Regions from separate parts of the Mus musculus genome. Here region 1 is linked to region 2. The links are chromatin contacts, called in public Hi-C maps. All regions are on one chromosome and are shown on one strand. The core of a region is the stretch at or near the end of the contact, and the rest is flanking DNA. Distances in the headings are between cores, read along the strand shown. Region 1 holds the start of Plcb4 (phospholipase C, beta 4). Region 2 overlaps Plcb1 (phospholipase C, beta 1).

Region 1 (4,085 bases), core at 301-2,800, 300 kb after region 2:
GAAGACCCTGACCAGTGCAGTATCAGCTTTCTCTGGCATCTTTATTCTCTTTTTAACCTTGGTGGAAAAGCTGATCTGGCTTAGTGAATGTTTCTGTAGGTTTTGTCACAGACAGGCAGGCAGACACTGCAGAAAAACCTTTTTCAAGGCTAACTTAAATCTGAAGCTTTGTGTTTGGCTAGAGAGTGGTCAGTAGCTCTCAGTCCATCTCCCTTAAATTGGTAAATTATTTTTTTCTTTCTCGTTTTGAGACAGGGTTCAGGTTGGTCTTGAACCGACTGTATAGTTTAGGCTGCTCTGTAAACTAACTGGGATTACAGGCATGTACCATCACACATCACACTAGTTGATCAACTTTTGGTGGTTATTTTCTTTCTATCCATGCTGAAACGGCCAGAATGAACGAAGGGTGCGACACTTTGGGGTTTTCAACTGCTGTATCCACGGTGCCTGGACTGTTCCTTTGTGCCTACACTTCTGCCCTCTTCTCCATTTTTTTTTTAAGCTAACCTCTAAACCGACCCCTTTCCTCTTGACCCGCCAGCCCAGTTCAGGCAGCTGAGCATGCCCAGTTCAGCCGCCAGCATGGGCCCCAGTCCCCAGTGCGCAGGTGCCACGTCTCCGGGTTTTGGTGGCCGCCGCCAGGCAGGAGAGGGAGGAAGCCGAGTGGCCTCGGTAGGAGGAAGCCCTCGGGGAGTTCCGGAGCGGCTCCAGTGTAGGGTCTCCACAAAGGGTGACGCTGGATGCACATGGCCAGGCCGCCTCAGCAGGACTTCGGGCACCCGGGTGTCGGTTCAAAGGACAAGGAGAGCTGGCCACAGCGATCCCCAGCATCCCTGGAACCGAAGTCTGGGGGGGGGGGGTGGAGTGGGGTGCACGTCTCAGGATCACTTGGGGGAAGACTTTGGAAATCACTTTCTGGCTCAGTGTGAGCCCGTTGTAGTACTTCCTCCGGCAGATTGTTTTTCGGGCTGAATGAATAAAATCCCTGTCTCACAGTGCCTGCTGCAGTGTACAAGCTCTCCGTGTTTGTTCAATGTAACATAGACGAAAGCGCAGTTCCCGCTCCCCGCTCCCGGTTCTGGCTGGCTCGCACCCCCTCCTCCCGGGCCGGGCACCCGCTGAGTCCGTGGCCAGCGGCGCGTGGTGTCCCGCTGCTGGCTCAGCTCAGTCCCCACGGGCGCGCGCCCAGACCCTGCACCGGGAAGGCGGCGGCGGCGACCCCGGGACAGCCAACCCCCACCCCGGCCGGCCCGCGCGGCCCCGGTCCACCCCCAGCCCCGCCGGGCGCCGCACTGGGCATGCTCCGTAGCCCGGCAGGTTGGGGCTGCGAGGCGACGGCTTGGGCTCCAGAGGCAGCGTCGCGGCCGGGAGTAGGGGCGGCGGGCCCGGGGCCGCACGGGGCCCGGCTCGGCGGGAGCGGCGGGCGGGCGGCGCCCTGGGCAGCGGGCGGCCGAGGTGAGCGCAGCGGGGAGGCGCTGGCCGGTGGGGGGCGGAGGCGGCGGAGGGCGGGGCGGCGCCGGAGGGGCTCGGCGGCCGCGGCGGCGGGGAGGGGGTGGCGGCGCGCGAGCGGCTCAGGAGCCGCGCCGCAAACAGGCTCTCACACGCGCGCACACACACACACACACACACACACACACACACAGACACTCACACGCGCGCGCGCGAACACAGCGGGGCTCCCGGAGGCGGCGGTGGCCGCATCCCCGGCAGCGACTCGCCTGGAAGTGACAGGTAGGAGAAGGCGCTTTGGGTCCCGCCCGGGGATGCTCCCGCCGCTCCCAGCCCGCCGGGCTACTCGGCTTCCCGCGGGTGCGTCCCGGACGCGCGCGCGCGCCCCCGGTTGCCCTGCCGGGGACCCGGTGCAGGTGCGGGGTGCGAGGCGTCCTGCGCGGGAGGCAGGGGACCCCGCCGCCACCCGCCTCTCCGGCAATCATCTGCTACTGGGTTTCCTCTGCCTACCCGGACGTTCACCCTCTTCTGCGCTAGAAATAGCTCGGCTCGACGTGTATATGATTATTTTGGTTGGAAATAGTTGGCACTGTGCAACGCATGTAAATGTGTGTGCGTGTGCATCTTCAGCGTCTTCTGGGGACAGCTTACGAATGATAGACCGTTTCCAGTTGACACTGACAGGCTAAGCGCTCCTTCAGGACAGTATCTGGGCCTCCTAAAAGCATGTAAAAGAACATTGCTTTATTTTCAGAAGTTTAAAGTTGTTTTTTCTTAGTCAATTAGAAATTGTCTATATTGTACAATTTTTGAGTTTAGACTCAGTAAACTACTGAATCTAAGTGTGAAAACACAGAATTTTCCAATTGAACAACTCTAGAGTTATAAAGCCAGCATTTCTAGAAAGGCAAATGTCTTATATTCCACAAATATGCATGCATTTGAGATATGACTTTAAAAAAATAACCCTAAACTTCTATAGTGCTTCTTCCTATTTCTCTAAAGCAAGGGGCTTGAGATTTAATTTGGGGCAAAACATTCATGGACAGTCGCCATCTTTTGAAGTAGAAGTGGGATGCATAGTGGTCCATAAATTTAAATTATCCATTGGTGGAGATAATGTGTTGAATAAACATGGCTAGCAGTAAAGTCCATGCACAGGCAGGTGTATAATGCTTTGAAAAAAATTGAATTTCTCTTTTAAGGAAAAATCAGACCATAAAATAAAGATGACCAGGAAGAGCAACCAGTGACTTTTTACCTGGGTGGACTCCCAGGATCTCAGAAAGTGAAGAACTACTCTTTAGGGTAGGAAGATGTGTGTGTGTGTGTGTGTGTGTGTGTAAAATTTCAACTTAATCCTTTTAGTATTTTTAAGACTGATGTTTTTAAAGATGTGTTTGAACTGAGAACCGAATATTTTGAACCCTTCAAACTTTAATATCCTAAGTTGCAGAGTGATACAGAGGATGAGAAATTCCTCTCACTAGGATTTTGTGGTGTAATCCCTGACTGACTGTGTTATGTAATCTCGAATTTTTCCCCCACAGAACAGTCTTGCATAGTTTTCAACTGGTGTATTGATCTATTATATCATCTATTTTTTTTTTTTACACTGTAGACATTTAATACATGACTGGTGTCTTGGGGAGAACCTCGTGTAAGAAAAAATTACTTTTAAAATGGAATTTCACTTTCTGAGCGTTTTTATGTTGGTGAAACTGGTTTGACAGAAGGAGTGCATCTTCACATGTAACAGTGTGCTGCAGAGGGCTGAGTGTTGGCCTCCCAAGTGTGCTCTGCTCCCCTGCCCCCTCCCCGCTTTTATTACTCAGCCATCAGAACTTAGTTTTGATTTAGCTTTGATGATATCACTACCAGCTCTGAATTAATCGCTGTGGAAATGCTGTTTTACAAGTAACTGTCAAAACAGAATTTCAAAAGACTCCATTTGATCACAGAGAGCACATTTACATCTGTTGGAATAATTCTACTTTTACTTTACAAATGCACACCCACGCAGGAGGGCTTTGTGCTGAAATATTCTCTTTTCCGAGCTTTATATTTGTATCTTTTAAAATGTGAATGATGTTAAAACTTACATGCCTCGGAATCCAGGCTTCGTGCTTACTTTCATAGCTGATAGGGAAATATGGGAATTAAAAAAAAAAAAGAAAGGAAAAACCCTTAAAGCTTTCAAAAGAGCTTTTTAAGAAGTGGAGTTTAAAGGTTTGTATCACCCTTGAAACCTTTCATCCCATCCCCAATAGAGACCAATGGGTGCTGGTGCTGCTAATATATTTGTTTATCCTCTTTCCAAGAATCTAGCTGCTTGTAAATCAATTTATACTGCTGATTTTGTACAACATGGTACATCATTGGCAGCCCTAGTGAACGTGCTATTTTCTTAGGCTACTACTAATTTGTTTTCGATTTTGGTTCACTGGGAATTGAATGACTAAATGATTGCCTTGCGTTCCTGCCTACCTGCCCTTCATATGAAATCGGGTTTATACACGATTGTGATGTTGTATGTGAACCCATCACAGTGGCATGTTATGTTGTGACAGGCTGGGATATAAGCTTCTGGGAACAGTGTCTTGTTTGTCACCCCCAGTTTTTTAGGTGCAGCA
Region 2 (4,735 bases), core at 976-3,475:
TAGTAATGGTGTGTGTGTGTGTGTGTGTGTGTGTGTGTGTGTGTGTTTTTGTGTTTCTCTTAACAGACAGAAGCCATCCTGAGAGCAAGTTGAGCTTCATGCATCCTCTGTAATCACTCACTTCCAAGAAGTGGCATGCATTTGAGCCATCTAGTTGAGTCAGTTAATAAAACAGGAGGGGGATAACATAAAACATGAGAGTGTGACTCTGTGCCCGTTTTCTTCTCTGTCATAGTGGAACATGGAATTGGTGAAATACAGATCTTCTCACTGATGGGCAAGGCTGCTTTTTCAGAGAATATGTTTTATAAATACAAATCCTTCTTCATTTGTATCAACCATGCATTCACTGATCCTCTACTCCTATGAAATCAATAATAGGAGAGAGTGAACCATAACAGGACACGGCATTTCCAAATGATTATTATCTACCACATGCAAACACTTTCAGGGCTTCTGAACTGAGCTTATTGCTTCTGGGAATAAAAGAGAATTTGCCATTTTAACATCTTGATTTTTAAGTGATACTCAAAAAATAATTTGGCTTACAGGAAACAGTTAAAAATATTACAGACTCTGTGATGCAAACTCTCCTTTCCCGCTAAAGTCAGCAAGAACACAGTAAGCTTTCAAAACAAGTTAGTCTTCTGTAAGCTTGGCCTGCCTTGCACCAGGGTCTATTGATTGTCCTAGATTTGCACCCAGGGTCCCACAGTGAGAGCACTTGCTCATCATGTCTCCACGATCACCTTCCTTCTGTAACAGCTCCCAACTCTCTCTTGTTTCTCATACCCCTGATATTTTATTATTTTTCAAAATGTCCCTTGCTTCCTTTGAGCTGCCTCAATGTTTTCTTGTCATTAATCTGGGCTTCTGTTTTGATGCTGTGCCCTTCTTAATGCATCTTGGTGGGGACAGGTAATGTTGCCATGTCCCAACCCTAGGTCAAAATGGCTTCCCTCTGAAAGTTTTGCTTCCCACTCCTCTGTGTAGAAGCATTTTGAGGGTGTGTAATACCTGTTACACCTCACACTTGGCACAGTGATCATGAAGTTGATTGGTCTTTGGTCAGCATTCACTCTTTAATCATGTCATTCCTGATCTTGCCAGAAGGTGGCAGTAGTATTGCTGAGATTGAATTTCTTGTTTTGGTTCAAGTAGAGGGATGTCTCCCTATCTATGGAGAATGCCCGTAGTTACTCATCAGCATAGCATTGAATCCAAGTTACAAACTAAAGAGGTTTTACTGTAATTATGTTGTAAACAACTTTCTACAACTTTTTAGCCATCTCTCTAAAGAGACTTAGAATTTGGGGGCACAGGGGCAGGACCCCCCCAGTCCTGGAGATGAAACCCAGATGGCCAAGTGCTCTTCTACCCCGGGGCTGCACCTCCATCCACAAACATGCTTGGAAAATGAGATAGAAATTTGGAAGATAAAGAAGGCCATCTCTTTGATCTTTTTGGTTGCAGGGTCTGTGAAGGCACCTGCCAAAACAGAAGATCTGATCCAGAGCGTGTTAACAGGTGAGCATAAACCATTTTTCCTCATGGAATTTGCCACATGAACATTGCACAGTAAGTGTACAGAGGGGAGAAGAAACCCGGCCTTGGATTACACCTAGTCAGGGACAGTTTCCAGAAGATGTCACGGCTCCTGGCAGTCCTCTGCCTTTTCCCTGGTGTTTACCATGACTGAAACGTGTCAGCTTTGCAAGAATGTGCAGGGCTGCAGATTGGGGATATGTAAACTTTATCCACACAGCTATATTTCACCAAAAATACATAAATCATTCCTAGAAATTATGAAGAACTTACAAGGCAACAAAGCACGTTTTTAAAGGGCTTCCATGGGAAGCAATACAATGCTGATGAAGAAAACAAGATACTGAAATGTTATCTAAAAATCTGCAAGTGTATACACACAGGGTCTGCACCGCACCCTATCTGTGGCTATCTCTGAACAGTTCACCCATTAGTGATATGTGTCTTTATGCAGATGAGCATTACTTTTTACATTTGGGGATATTCCCAAGGGATAGTCTTTTACCCGGAGGCTTTTTCAAAGACAGGTTAGACTGTCTTTTTCTTAGAGGGTTGGAGCACGGGGAGTTCTGTTTCTAGACTGTTTGTGGCTCATGTTCTAGGTTCTCATGAGGTGGAATCGGCTACCAGAAAATGCAGAAGTTTCTCAGGATTATAAATTCTTAATGCAGCCATTATTACGCAACTGTCTGAAGTCAGTTTGAACCTGAGGGAAACTGTTAAATAAATGTATCTAGTTCTCTCCACAACTTCTTCCTTCAATAAGAAGAAAAAGTAGTTGTCAGGACAGACACACAGTAAGAGAAGGAAGCACTGTTTAAAGGCCTTGGTGTTTAGCAACAGAAATTACCATTCCAGCTTCCCTGTTTATGCACAGCCCGTTTCTATCCAGGTTTGCTATGGTTTCTGATATATATTATTTCTGAACCTCTTGACAGTTCCAAATATTTATGGTATCTTTTGTGGTGTTGTTCCTAAAACAGAAAGTTCAAATCAAGAAATGGAAACATGTGAACTCTGACTTAGCTGGGTCCAAATAAATGATAATTCATTGAAGTTGAGACACCATACATTGAAAGGCTCCCCAAAACCCCATTCTTGTAATTCTAGAGAAAGCAATAGAGAAGCTAGTGTGGGATCTTGACTTCAGAAGTGAGAACTCATTTTACAAATGCTTATTATAGAAGTGATGGAGTGTGCCTATGTAGTGATTTAAGATCAGACTTTGTCACATTGACCATTTTTTTCCTCAACATTGGATAAAACACTACAGTCATACAGGTGGCCCTAGCCCTGCTGGAGCCTTTGTGAAAGTTAGATTAAAGGACACTTTCTTGGCACACCTGACTGTCATATCCCCTGATATGTAGGGAGAAACCTACGGTGTGTCCCTTGTCAGTGCATCCCCTGAATGACGCTGAACCTGTGTGATCATTTGCTAAGTCGCTTTAGCAGTGGCTGTCAACTCGTGGGTCATGACTCCTCCAGCAAACCTCCATTTCTAGAAATATTTACATTATGATTCATGACAGTAGCAGAATTATAGTTATGAAGTAGCAGCAAAAAACAATTTATGGTTGGGGATTACCACAACATGAAAAATTAAAGGTCCACATCATTAGGAAGGTTGAGAACCACTGATCTAAGGCATGGTACCAAAAACAACAAAACACTTTCCATGATTTTTATTTTATTTAACCATCAGACCAGCCTTTAGTAGAAATGCCATCATCCCTAAGAAGGATGAAGTTGGGGCCTGCTCCATTTTCCTCTGATGTGATATGTTCTGTTCCCGGGCATAGTGAGGCTAGGTTATTAACTCTGCTTCTCTGCAGAATTTTCCTCTATATAAAGGGAAATCTTCTTTTGATCATCCCAAATTCACAAGAAGCTGGCCTTCATGGGGAGACCAGACCCGGTGTGCCATGCACACCTTGGGTTCTCGTAGGATTGTTCAGAAGTCATACTGAAATTGATGTGCGTGCTTTTGCTTGGTTGTTTCCACTGCTGATCTACTTTCCCTCTCCTCAGCTCACAAGGAGCCACAGGCACACAAATCCCCATTCTAGACTCTCCTTCTGGGAAAACCAAACTTAAAGCCCCAAAGAAGGAACTCGCTCTCTGCAATGTTTTGTTAGCACAGTCGTTAGCTAGTGGCCAGAGCAGTTTACTGACAGTTCTGACATCTAGGCTGTGCTCTTCAGCCACTCTTGGAAGGAATAAGCTGTTCCTCTCTGAACAGGATGCCACTGTCCCTACCCCTGGACTCTCAGCCACTCTGTCACTCAGCTCCTAACGCTCCTCTGTTGCAGAAGTAGAGGCGCAAACCATCGAAGAGCTCAAGCAACAGAAATCGTTCGTGAAACTTCAAAAGAAACACTACAAAGAAATGAAAGACCTGGTGAAGAGACACCACAAGAAAACCACGGAGCTCATTAAGGAGCACACGACCAAGTACAACGAGATTCAGAATGACTACCTGAGAAGGAGGGCAGCCTTGGAGAAGTCCGCCAAAAAGGACAGCAAGAAGAAGTGAGTCCATAAAGAGATGCTGCCCTGGCGGGGGGTTGATGGTTTATATGCTGTGATGCCACAGGGAGCAAAGTCACTCCACAGGCTCCACCCTGCCCTTCTTGAGTATTTTCAGTTCACAGTTGCTTATAAGCTAAATTTAGTTCCCTCCTTCCTACCTTCCCTCTCTTCTCCCCTCCCCGCTTTCCAGGCTAGTCTTGGCTGGCTGAATTCCTGTGACCCTTCTTTCTCTGGTCTTGGCATAGCTAGTACTTTGGGTATGGATTTCTTCATTTGAACAAATTCTGGGGTAGATATACAATTATGCTTCCAGAGCACTAGCTCTTGGCTCAGATATCGGGTCCCTGATGCCCCCACCCCTACCCCACACCATCCCCACACACCATAGCAGCTGCCAAAGTGTGGGTATGGAGTTCTTATGTACCTAGAATCGAGTTGAACAGACTGTTTACCATGAGGAAGGAGAAGCTTCAACTTTCTTTTGATGCCTGAAACCCGTAATGGCCTGACAGATATCCTGGGGTCTGGGGCTCTCACAGTACATCTCTCATATACTCAAAGCACTCAGAATGTGGCAGAGAGAAGCAAGTCTAGCATAGCTATTGAGTAATATTATTATTTTGTTTCTTGTGCCCTGTGGATAATTCAATGATTGTAT

The links. A called contact is a pair of places that touch in the nucleus more often than the background predicts.
Region 1: a contact with region 2 is called in a Hi-C map of granulocyte-monocyte progenitors, with 2.5 times the contacts expected there. The contact joins the promoter of Plcb4 here to the enhancer-like site in region 2. A contact is called at or near these places in 5 of 39 promoter capture datasets (the 3T3-L1 cell line, cranial neural crest, frontonasal cranial neural crest and 1 more), 10 of 484 Hi-C or Micro-C datasets (Sertoli cells, adipose-derived mesenchymal stem cells, embryonic fibroblasts and 6 more), 5 of 115 datasets of contacts at active chromatin or transcription factors (astrocytes, embryonic basal ganglia, forebrain and 2 more) and 2 of 9 other capture datasets (embryonic stem cells and pancreatic islet).

The regions. Positions count from the first base shown.
Region 1 is chr2:135,657,997-135,662,081 of GRCm38.p6, forward strand. Plcb4 (phospholipase C, beta 4) reads left to right here and starts at 1,551. Exons shown (of 39, transcript NM_001355153.1): 1 at 1,551-1,734.
Region 2 is chr2:135,360,911-135,365,645 of GRCm38.p6, forward strand. It overlaps Plcb1 (phospholipase C, beta 1), which reads left to right. Exons shown (of 32, transcript NM_001145830.1): 25 at 1,474-1,527; 26 at 3,858-4,077. Among named protein-coding and RNA genes, the nearest start is that of 4930545L23Rik, 150 kb to the left of the region's middle. Within about 2 kb of position 2,226, at least 2 of the 459 cell types and tissues checked have an H3K27ac peak or open chromatin away from gene starts, as enhancers often do. A contact at or near this core is called in granulocyte-monocyte progenitors, where this site is marked.